Regions from separate parts of the Mus musculus genome. Here region 2 is linked to region 1. Evidence: chromatin contacts called from public Hi-C data. All regions are on one chromosome and are shown on one strand. Each heading gives the region's core, a stretch centred on a gene start, on an enhancer-like site or on the middle of the called end of the contact. The rest is flanking DNA. Distances are from core to core; before and after follow the strand shown.

What was found. Hi-C and Micro-C count contacts between places; a contact is called where the count stands out from the background.
Region 2: a Hi-C map of cortical neurons shows a contact between it and region 1, with 4 times the contacts expected there. The contact joins two enhancer-like sites. A contact is called at or near these places in 1 of 484 Hi-C or Micro-C datasets (cortical neurons) and 1 of 9 other capture datasets (embryonic stem cells).

Annotation. Positions count from the first base shown.
Region 1 is chr2:136,594,864-136,600,024 of GRCm38.p6, reverse strand. All of the region lies in intron 2 of Gm32659 (a long non-coding RNA gene), which reads left to right. Among named protein-coding and RNA genes, the nearest start is that of Ankef1, 65 kb to the right of the region's middle. Within about 2 kb of position 1,989, at least 21 of the 459 cell types and tissues checked have an H3K27ac peak or open chromatin away from gene starts, as enhancers often do. A contact at or near this core is called in cortical neurons, where this site is marked.
Region 2 is chr2:136,106,231-136,111,391 of GRCm38.p6, reverse strand. The region is part of intron 4 of Pak7 (p21 (RAC1) activated kinase 7); the gene reads left to right. Among named protein-coding and RNA genes, the nearest start is that of Gm14218, 28 kb to the left of the region's middle. Within about 2 kb of position 2,806, at least 77 of the 459 cell types and tissues checked have an H3K27ac peak or open chromatin away from gene starts, as enhancers often do. A contact at or near this core is called in cortical neurons, where this site is marked.

The sequences.
Region 1 (5,161 bases), core at 740-3,239:
TTGGAGCTGAGACAAAAGGATGGACCATCCAGAGACTACCCTACCAGGGGATTCATAATCAGCCACCAAACTCAGACACTATTGCACATGCCAGCAAGATTTTGCTGAAAGGACCCTGATATAGCTCTCTCTTGTGAGGCTATGCCAGTGCCTGGCAAATGCAGAAGTGGATGCTCATGGTCATCTATTGGATGGAACATAGGGCCCCCAATGGAGAAGCTAGAGAAAGCACCAAAGGAGCTGAAGGGGTCTGCAACCCTATAGGCGGAACAACAATATGAACTAACCAGTACCTCCAGAACTTGTGTCTCTAGCTTCATATGTAGCAGAAGATGGCCTAGTGGGCCATCATTGGGAAGAGAGGCCCCTTGGTCTTACTAACTTTATATGCCCCAATACAGGGGAATGCCAGGGCCAAGAAGTGGGAGTTGGTGGGTAGGGGAGCAGGGCAGGGGGAGGGTATAGGGGACTTTCAGGATAGCATTTGAAATGTTAATGAAGAAAATATCTAATAAAAATTGAAAAAAAAGTTGTGTGTCCTCCCAAGCAGAGGTGGCTTGACTTGGGTTTGCATTGGCTAATGAACATGGCCCAGATGACAACCCAGTAGATTAGAGTTTAGGGAGAGACCTTGCACACATTTCTCCTGTTCCTCAAAGATTTGTGATGGATAATTGTCTTTTAAAGCACTGGGTTATTTGCCATACAGTAGAAATTGACTAAACTCTATCCTAAATCTATAGTTCGTTCATGCTTATTCTCTTCCATGTAAACAATTGTTTTCCCTGAATATAATAATCTTGTCAGGCACAGAAAGGTTCCATGACCTCCTCTGAGGTGCCAGGAGAGCCAGGGTGCCAGCTTTGGCAGTGTTTTGGTTTATTCCTGTGTTCAGGGCCTCTGGGCCGAGTCACCTGTCTAGGCTACTGGATAGTCATTGTGCTGTTTCTCCTCCATAGGCCCAGCACAGCTGCTGTTTTTTTCCAAAGCCCTGTTTTCCCAGAGCTGTTAGGTAGGAGGCCTGTACGTACGTTCTCGTAGACTGTGCTGGTGACATATGTGTCTGTTAGGGACTCTTAGCACAAAGCTGGCCTGAGATGGAGAGCTCACCAAGAATACTGCAGATGCTGCAGCCAGAGAATATGTGGAGCTTTCAAGTCAGCAGAATGCAGAGTAAACAGCCCAGCTCAGAGCGAGGCAACATGTCAGTCCTGGTTTTGCTTCTTGGCTGATTCCACGGCCCTGGGAGAGATCCTTGGCCTATATTTCTGTATCTTGGTTTCTGATATCCCTTTAATTCCCTCATGCCAGGATTCAAGGGTTAAAGAGAGCTTCATACAAATGAAAAGCTCTATAAAAAACCACAAGTGTAAGTGTGTAATTAAAGCAAATTCTGACAGATTAGAGCAATGATTCTGCTTGCTGTAGCTAGCTCTGCAGCGCCATACCCCCAGGAACTGGCTAGATGTGCACCCGTGCCAGCCCCACTCAACCACCCTGAATGTGAACTTCAGGTGGGGCCCTCTTGCCTATGTTTCAAGGAGATTTGGCACAGATTTAGAGTCTAGGTTTGCTGATTTAAAGCCGTATCAGTCTTTTCTGAAAAACATGACACCCTTATTTATGTAAACGAAGTGCCTCTAGTGTTCGATAATTTTCCTCAAAATGAATGGAACAAGAAAAATAAAAGAGAAAGCAACTATAAATAATGTGCTAATGAGGAAGCAAGCCAACCTCATGTCTCTGTGGAAGCTAAGCAAAGAGGTACTTTGAATCAGTAGACAGAACTAAGACCCCAGCTGCATGCATTATGGTGACTGTCAGGGCTGGGGTCCTCGATATCTTACTGTTAGCCTGAAGAATTTCTGCAAGGAATGCTGTCTTCCTCTCTCATCTTGTCATGCTGGCATTCCCTAGGCTGACCTCTTACTCTTCCACCACATGCAGACTCAGGCCCCTCTCCATGCTACAGAGGGACTTACATCAGAAGGGTAGTTTTATAGCACATGATTCAGCCACTGCCAGGCAATGTTTGTCACATCTTATTCAGTGCACAGCAGAGCTAAATTCACCCCCTGAGCACTAGTGTATCTGATGGACATACACATAGTTCAGGCCACTTGGAATTGGATGTGGCTTATACCATGGGAGCTGGCTAAAGAAGCCACAATCAACATTCCTCTCAGTTCTCCTGGCCCAAAACCTCCATTAAGAAATTTAGGTTGTCTGAGAGCACAAGATGCTCTGGGGATAGGCCTCATCCAGGGAGTTAGGACTGGCTAATTGGGAGTGATTCCAGATGCTGCAAAGTCCACTATTGTGCTTTGAGCAGGAAGGCTCCAGGTTGCACACGCAAGGCAGAGACTCTTGGACATAGTATTTCAAGCAAGATTGCTTTGAGACATTCTGGATAGGCATACACTTTACCCACTGCCCAGGAGGCATGGTCACATGAATCTTTGAGTCAGGGGCCTGAAACCCAAAGCTTAGTGGGATAAGATGCAGGTCTGGCAAAAGTGTGGGTTTGAAGACGAGTTATTTGCTTATTTTGTTGTGTGATCTTGATAAATGCGTGCTAATGCCCTCATTTGTGCAACGAAAAAGATACTGCTTGTAAACTAAAAGATACTAATGCCCAGTAAAGTACCATTGCCTATATTTCCTCTTGTGAGCCCAGGGGATAGCAGATGTCATCAGATATGGAAATGGAGGCCTTTCCTCTTCTTCTGCTTCCTCCTGGCCAATGGCCTAATTGTCTGGTTGGGAAGAAAGCCAGGTGAGTATGATGGGCTTCTTTATAGCTCCCAGGGGTCAGATGAAGGTGATACAACCACAATGCTGGCTAATTATATTAGGAAAGCTTCCCATGGGACTGTGGAAATCGATTCACGAAAGGGCTGACAGCACCAGTTTCAGGCTGCACTCTGAGCTCGCCTACTTACCAAAGCCATAAGACATAGTAATAGCTCATGGTCCTGTCACTGACCAGGTTGCCTCCGAAGACTGGAGTCAAAAGAAAGTTATCATGGCCCCCAGGCCTGTACACCTGCCTCATCTGCAGACTCAAACCAGTTAGAGGCTTTGTGCATTTCTGGGATGAGAAGGCATTTAGACCTTGAAGACAAAAGCAGACATGCTCTTCCAAGCTCCTTAAAACACAAAGCAACTGGATGATAGCAAAGCGGCCAGGTGAATTTCTTGATCTGAGAATCCAAGTAGCCCTAAATTAGCTTTCTATATTTAGGGAGAAGCAAAAGAATGATTTGTTTATTTTCCTTTTAAAATCCAAGAGCTGGTTGAAATTTTAATAGGCTAGGAAGAACTAGCGTTCCAGAGAGAGTGAGCCCAAGATAGCCACTAGAGGGCCTCAGCGTCCCAGCAAATCTGCTCCCAGTTTGGAGGCTCAAATATTTGGTTGAATCTGATGTTTAGGGGGGACTGACTCCCATTCCTGGAACCACTTGCAGTGGGCTCTTAGCACCACACAAGAAAGAAGGAAGCCTTTCTGTTAGTAGAGTTAGATAATCAGTTGATCAATTTATTCACTGGTAACCTATCTTTGCAGGCAATAAAAATGTCCTATCATTGGGGTAAAAGCTAAGGTGAGGATGTGGGTCAATTGTGAAAGTCTAACTGAATAGAAACCTAGTTGGAGCACATACTGGTAGGGTCGAGGCTTCAGAGATATGGGCTGAAGCATCCCTTTAATTTCTCCATGCTGCCCTGCAAACAAACCCAGAGAGTATCATTTACATAAGAAGAGAGAAACCATGCTGCTTGAGGAAAATGAATGTAACTGGAGGGAATCAAGGCAGTTTCAAGAAGACACATGCTGTGCGTGTTTCTCATTTTATACAGATATATGAAATCTTACAGCGTGAGAGTAGATGAAAATCTAAGTGACCAAAAGGAACTCATCAGATAGAGGGTAGAGAAAGTGGAAAGCAGAGGTACATGAGGGGAGTATGCTAACATAACTATGTATAGTTTGCAACTATATATAGTTTAGTCATTGTCTAAAACTTGCATTCACCTTGGATTTAGCAAGAGTAGAACCTCATGGGACGATCACTCCCCAGATGATAGCAATTACCCACTATGCTAGAGGCATGAATAATTCTCTTCTGAAAATCAACTGTCCTCTAAAACAATAAGGACTTCTTCAGCTATTCTTGCAGAGCCCAAACTGAGATACTGGACAACCAGATAAGTTCTTGACCAGGACTGCTTAATTGTTTATAATTCTGATCGCTCTGTTTAATTCTTCATTTATTCAAGCCCAAGGTTCATGTCAGGACCCCTTGCCTACTGCTCGAGCCATTGTTGGTGGCCACCTTTGAACTCCTGTGTCTTCTTACAGGCCTTAATCCAATACAGTTCCCCACTCCCACCCCCTGCAACACACACACTATTATTTTAGGACACTTGATTTAAGGCTTGACAAAACGATGGCTACATCCTTTTGTACAAAGAGCTGCAGCCCTGGTTTCCTAATCTAACCAATCAGATGCTCTTGTTAGCTCTCATGTATCTTTTGGATATTAGGTTGAAGTTCACATCTTGAAGGCAGCCCACTTCCTTGTATCCAAATCTCCAGCTAAAGAATCTCATAGAATCATGAGTCTCTGCTCTTTTGTCTTGCTGAAAGATGGCATTTTTGTTGGTTTTCTTTTATTACTAAGTTCCCTCAAGGAACACTGGAACTATTCTTGATTTTGTCTAGAGCCTAGGGCAGTACCTGACACACAATGGAACCTTATAAACATTAATTACATGATGGTTGGTTGATTGGTTGGCTGACCTCAGATGTTACCAGGGTTGTCTGGGGGGGTGGTGAGGAGAGAAGAGTTAAAGGCATTATTCTGGAAGTTGATATCTTTGATCACAGCCCAGACAAGATCTAACAACTGAAGTTCACATGGGCTAAAGTAACAAATCATTTTAAGGCCATTAGTAGAAAGGAATAACTTTTTCCTCAAAGATATTATGAAAAAATTATATAAGCAATATATGTTCATGGGGAAGGATCTATAAAGTTTTCTTTTTTTAGATTTATTTATTTATATGAGTATACTGTATCTGTCATCAGACATGCCAGAAGAGGACATCAGATCGCATTACAGATGGTTGTGAGCCACCAGGTCGTTGCTGGGAATTGAAC
Region 2 (5,161 bases), core at 1,557-4,056, 490 kb after region 1:
TGTAGATGACTGTGAGCCACCATGTGGTTGCTGGGATCGAACTCAGGACCTTTGGAAGAGCAGCCAGTGCTCTTAACCACTGAGCCATCTCTCCAGCCCAAGGCCTAGAGTTTTATTACAAGGTATATGAGATTGTCTGTGCCTCAATTTTGTACTTTGAGCTTGTAATGAGAATTAAATAAGATTAATAAACATCAAGGAGTCAGTACATGGCAAATAGCATTAACCCTTATTCATGGTGATACTTCTGCTTAGAAAACATGCTACCATCTCTAATAAAGCTGGTCCGATAAATATCCTCACTGTATGTAATCTTTTACATGTTTTTAGACCATAGAAATAAATTCTATAATCCTACCTAGTTCATCTTTATAGACTTCCCCATGTGTAAGTACTGTCCTCATTTTAGAGATATGGGTCATAGAAGGCCAATGTACTGAGTAAATACCTCACTACCATAAAAGTCTTAATGAGCAACGTGAGAACTCTAATTGCATCACACAATATTTAATCCTCTAGATTCAAAGTGTAATTCTCAGATTCTTCATGGAAGCTAGGAGCTAAGTGCACATTATGTGATCAGTTTACCACACCGTTTTCTATACGCAGAGCAACAAGAGAGTCTGATGCTGTAGTTCTTGGTGTCTCAAACAGAAGGCATGTTAAGGTGGTCATGATTTCTCTAGAGCAATAGGTGCATAGAGAAGTGTGCAAGCTTACTTGGAACTTCCTCTGGAGTCACTAGAGGAGTCCTTTTCACTGTTTGGCTGGCCATTTGCTTTCTCAGGGAGGAAAAGTCACAATGACTTATGTTCCCAGCCTTCAGGAATCACTTGTTCAATGGCTTGCTGTTATTGGCGGCACTGGCATGCTCAGACTCAAGCAGTAAAAAAGCATCAGCTCTTGCTCTGCTTTTTCTCTTTTGCTTTTTTTCCGGTGGACCATCATCTAGGAACCCATTAAAAGCCTGATTCTTAGTGTAATGCCGGGGCTGCTGAAGCCTGGAAACGTCACCAAAAGATGTTAGGAAAGAAATTTTTTAAAAAAGAATATTAATGACTTCATATAACAATGGATGTTATTGTCTTAATCTTTGTTTCCGTTATATACATGTCCCTGTGTGGTCCTCACTCAGGCATGCAAAGCATGCAAAAGATAATGTCATGCTATCTTTAACATCTGCCCCACAGGTATAACTGTAGATACACCTTATACTATACATGAGCATACGCCTTCCTGGGAATGCTCTTCTTCCTGGGAATGATTTAAAACTAAGTCATATTTTGGTCACTATGAGTAGTTCTTTCTTCTAGTAAATTAAAAGGCAAAAGGAATTTAGCCTGGTGTTGCTCATCCCTAATTTTCCCAGAACCCTGAAATGCATCAACACATATTCAGAAGCAAAGAGACAATCCTCACTGACTCCAAGTCCCTGCACATTCTTTCAGGCACTGGGGCAGAGTGTCTGTTGTTGGATGGAGGATACTTCCTTTGAGCTAGGAAAAACAATTATGGGGATAATTACACATGCCAATTCAGAGGTAGGAGAAAAGCCAGATATAGTGTGCTCGAGTCTGCTCATCACGGACTTAGTCATTTCTTCCTAAAAGTACTCTCTCGCCATTTGCAGAGGTCAGTAGCAACTTATCTGAACATCCATAGTGCGTACTTATCATTTGTTTAGTAAGTCAGGAAAGACTTGATTCTTCAGGCTCCTTGTTATGAGATGTAGATCCCTATAGGCCTAAATGAAATTCCAACTCAAGGGTTTGGGGAAAATTCCTGGCAGCTTGCTCAATGCACTGAATAGTTTCCTACTGCACAAGGTCTCCAAAAGCACACAGAATCCAACCTACCTCCCAGACCCCCTACCTCAGCAGCATAAGGAGATGCTCCTTGCTTTGAGGGTCACAAACTACTCATTGGCAGCATTTGCCTTTTTTATCAAAGTTGAACATCAGCTCCTAGCATGCGCTATGTACCCCTGTCACACAGCCAGCATAAATGTGCCACATCTACTACGAAACTAATTGCCCCCTCTTGTAAATGAAAGTAAGTATCAGGAAGGAAATTCACCACATCAATAAAAAGGTTTTGCTTTTGGCAGAAGCAACAGTAACTACTTTATTAAGGTTCAACAGGAGGTTCCTTCATACCCTGCAAAGAGACAGACTGGAGCTCAGAGGACAGCAAACAGCTGCTGGGGAAAGCAAGAAAGAAGGCCCATCAGCCTTGGGCAGAGCAGGAGAGCTTGCCTGAGAGCAAGCAGGAATCGCATCAGTGCTGTTTCCTGACCGAAAAAGGAGAGAAACTGGTTTGCAAAGCACAACAGGAGGGCCACCAGAATGAATGAGTTGTCTTTTCCTAATTACCATTCCCTAAAATGTCTCTGCAGGGGAAAAAAAACCACCAGTGATGCTCCCTGGCTCTCTTGCGGATGCTCTTTTTTTCCTCTCCCAACACCAAGGCTGGTCCTGTTAACATTTTCCTTTCAGTCCAGAAAAATTTAAGATGTACTTTCCAAGCTCAGACAATAGAGGGCTGTGATTCGCTTTTATCTCACTCTGATTTATGTAGAGCGAGCAACACCCAGTCTGCCTTTCTCTCCTTTTTTTTTTTCTTTCTTTTTTTGAGATGAGCAATCTCTTTGTTTCATTGTGTTCCAAAAAGGTGTATTGGAGCATCACTACTGAGCCCTGGAAGCAGCTGTCTCCCTTCCCTGTAATCTCCATCCTTCACGGAACATTCCTTGGTCCCATTCTGTAGGAGAGATGCACAGCCCAGCCATTGCACACACCACCTTCCAGCACCAGCCAGCCACAGCCAGCCACAGCCTCCCTGATGTCAGTGCAGGGGCTCCTGGTGACAAAGGGATACTGCAGCATGATTTTTTTCCCCCTTCTGTTCTTTCTCCCACCCTCTACCTTTTTTTTCCAGCCTTGGCATAAAATGGTCAAATGATGTTCTACTGCAGAATTCAATTTCACAGTTCAGTTAGGTCCTTGATTACACTGCCAAATTCAGATTAATGTGCATTTAACTAACATGGATCAGGGGAATTCTGGCTGACAGCCAGCTGTAATCGGGGCAATTGATAGCGGTGAGGAGTTTTATGCCCTGTCCACTGCAGTGCACCACTGCTGAAATTGATTGATTAAATGAATTCATTGCTATAATTACTTATAATGTTGATACATCACAAGCCTGTACCTAACCCTATCCTTGGAGACAGTGCACTTATTGTAGAAGGGCATTCTGGCTGAACTGTTAACTGGGGAATTATTTATTCTCACATAATAAGTCCCCGCCCCCCCCCCCACACACACACACACACACTGCACATCTTGACTAGAGACAGGAAAAGGCGCATTTCTTTAAGAATTCATTTATGTGGTATGCTAAAAAATCTCAGGAAACTAAAAACCAAGTGTATGTTATTAACCACCCCAAAAGAAAGAGCTCCTTGTTCATCTGTCTGTATTTTTAAAGATTCCTGCAGAGAGAATTTCCTCTCCAAATGTAGCTGATGTGCAACAATCATTAGTGGTCTCCTTGCACTGCAGCTAACTGGTTTGGCAGCCTGGGGTGATAATTTGCAAAACAATTGATCTAGCTGTCTTTTATTGCATTGGGCCATATGGGAATCCCCTTTAGAGTCTGTGGGAGGGAAGTCATTCCTGTAGACTTACTTGTTCACAAAGCACACAGGACTGCTTTCCCTGGAGGAATGGGGACAGTCTTTGTGGTGTCTCTGTTGTTTGCTCTCCTATGTAAAGGCTTTCTGCCCCTGCTCAGCGCTTGCACGCTGAGGACTCTGGGGGGAAACTGGCATACACACCTCCTTTGGGAATGGTTTCGAGTATGGGTTCTGGGAGATGCAATGGTTCCCTTAGTAATTACAATCCCTTTCAATAGCCTAACTCAACTGCAACGTGCTTTTACTAAATTATTAGTTTCTATATCCCTTCACAAATACAAATACTAGAGACAGGCTTGCTCATGGAAACTCCATAGCTTTTCCTTTTTCTTCTGGAATATGTCTCTAAATTACATAAGAAAAGATTTCATAGTTTACATTTGACTTCCCTGCATGAATGCATGCATGTAAGAATGTACATAGGCTGATTCATCTGTGATTCAATAAAACCCCCAAATATAGACTACCATCAGAAAGACAAGTTAGAGGAATGATGACAGAAATCAAGAGTGGGTACGAGGGGGAGGCGGTCACACTGCAGAAAAGCAACTAGGCTTCCCTTTGTAAAAGACCATATAGATGTAAGCTGGGTATCATTGGCACCAAATACAAAGTTGGTTTCAGCCAAAGCATACTGAAAATAATGAGTTTTATACATAGATGATCAATTCATTTTTCTGACACAACCAAATATATATATATATATATATATATATATATATATATAAATTACTCTTCAAATATATATATATTTATACACATATACATATATATAAAACTATATATATTTGAAGAGTAATCTAAGCCAACACTGTTAAAAACCAAAATATAACCCTAGTGTTTCTCTTCTCCCATAGGCCTTATCCTTCATTATTTTCTGGTCAAATTCTTATTTTGTTCCAGACAACTCAGATGTGTAAGGTCACAAATAAACACCAGGACACCCCTTATCTCTGCTATCATCGGTTCACACGATACCCTCCTCTGTCTACTCCCAATCCTCCATCATTGAAGCCAGTTTCAGTGAACTTAAGCAGGACCCAAGTGACAAATGATTCAAAGAAGACTGACACTGTCATTCTTCTGTCTTAGTAGCTTAAAGTCCTTTTCTCTAACCTACTTCAACCTACTATGCCTTGGTAGTCTTATAAAATAAAATAGGGCTTATTGTTTAATGTGAGGTCGAAATACCATGATGTGCATTGAGTCCTCGGAATAGACCTTGCTACATGGAAAGCCCTCAATAAATACTATCATTAGGACTTCTTTTTTCCCTGAAAGAACAGACTTTTAATAGAGTAATCCCTTAGGGAAGGAGCCCAATTTTGGCCCCAGGAAAATGTCAGAGCATTTTAATCACAAGAAAGAGTCCTAGCTTTAATTACACAGATCAGATAGATGACAAGGAATGGTGGGAATGTCTGTCACAGCAGGCAAGAAATGAGATCTGGGTGCCAATGTGCT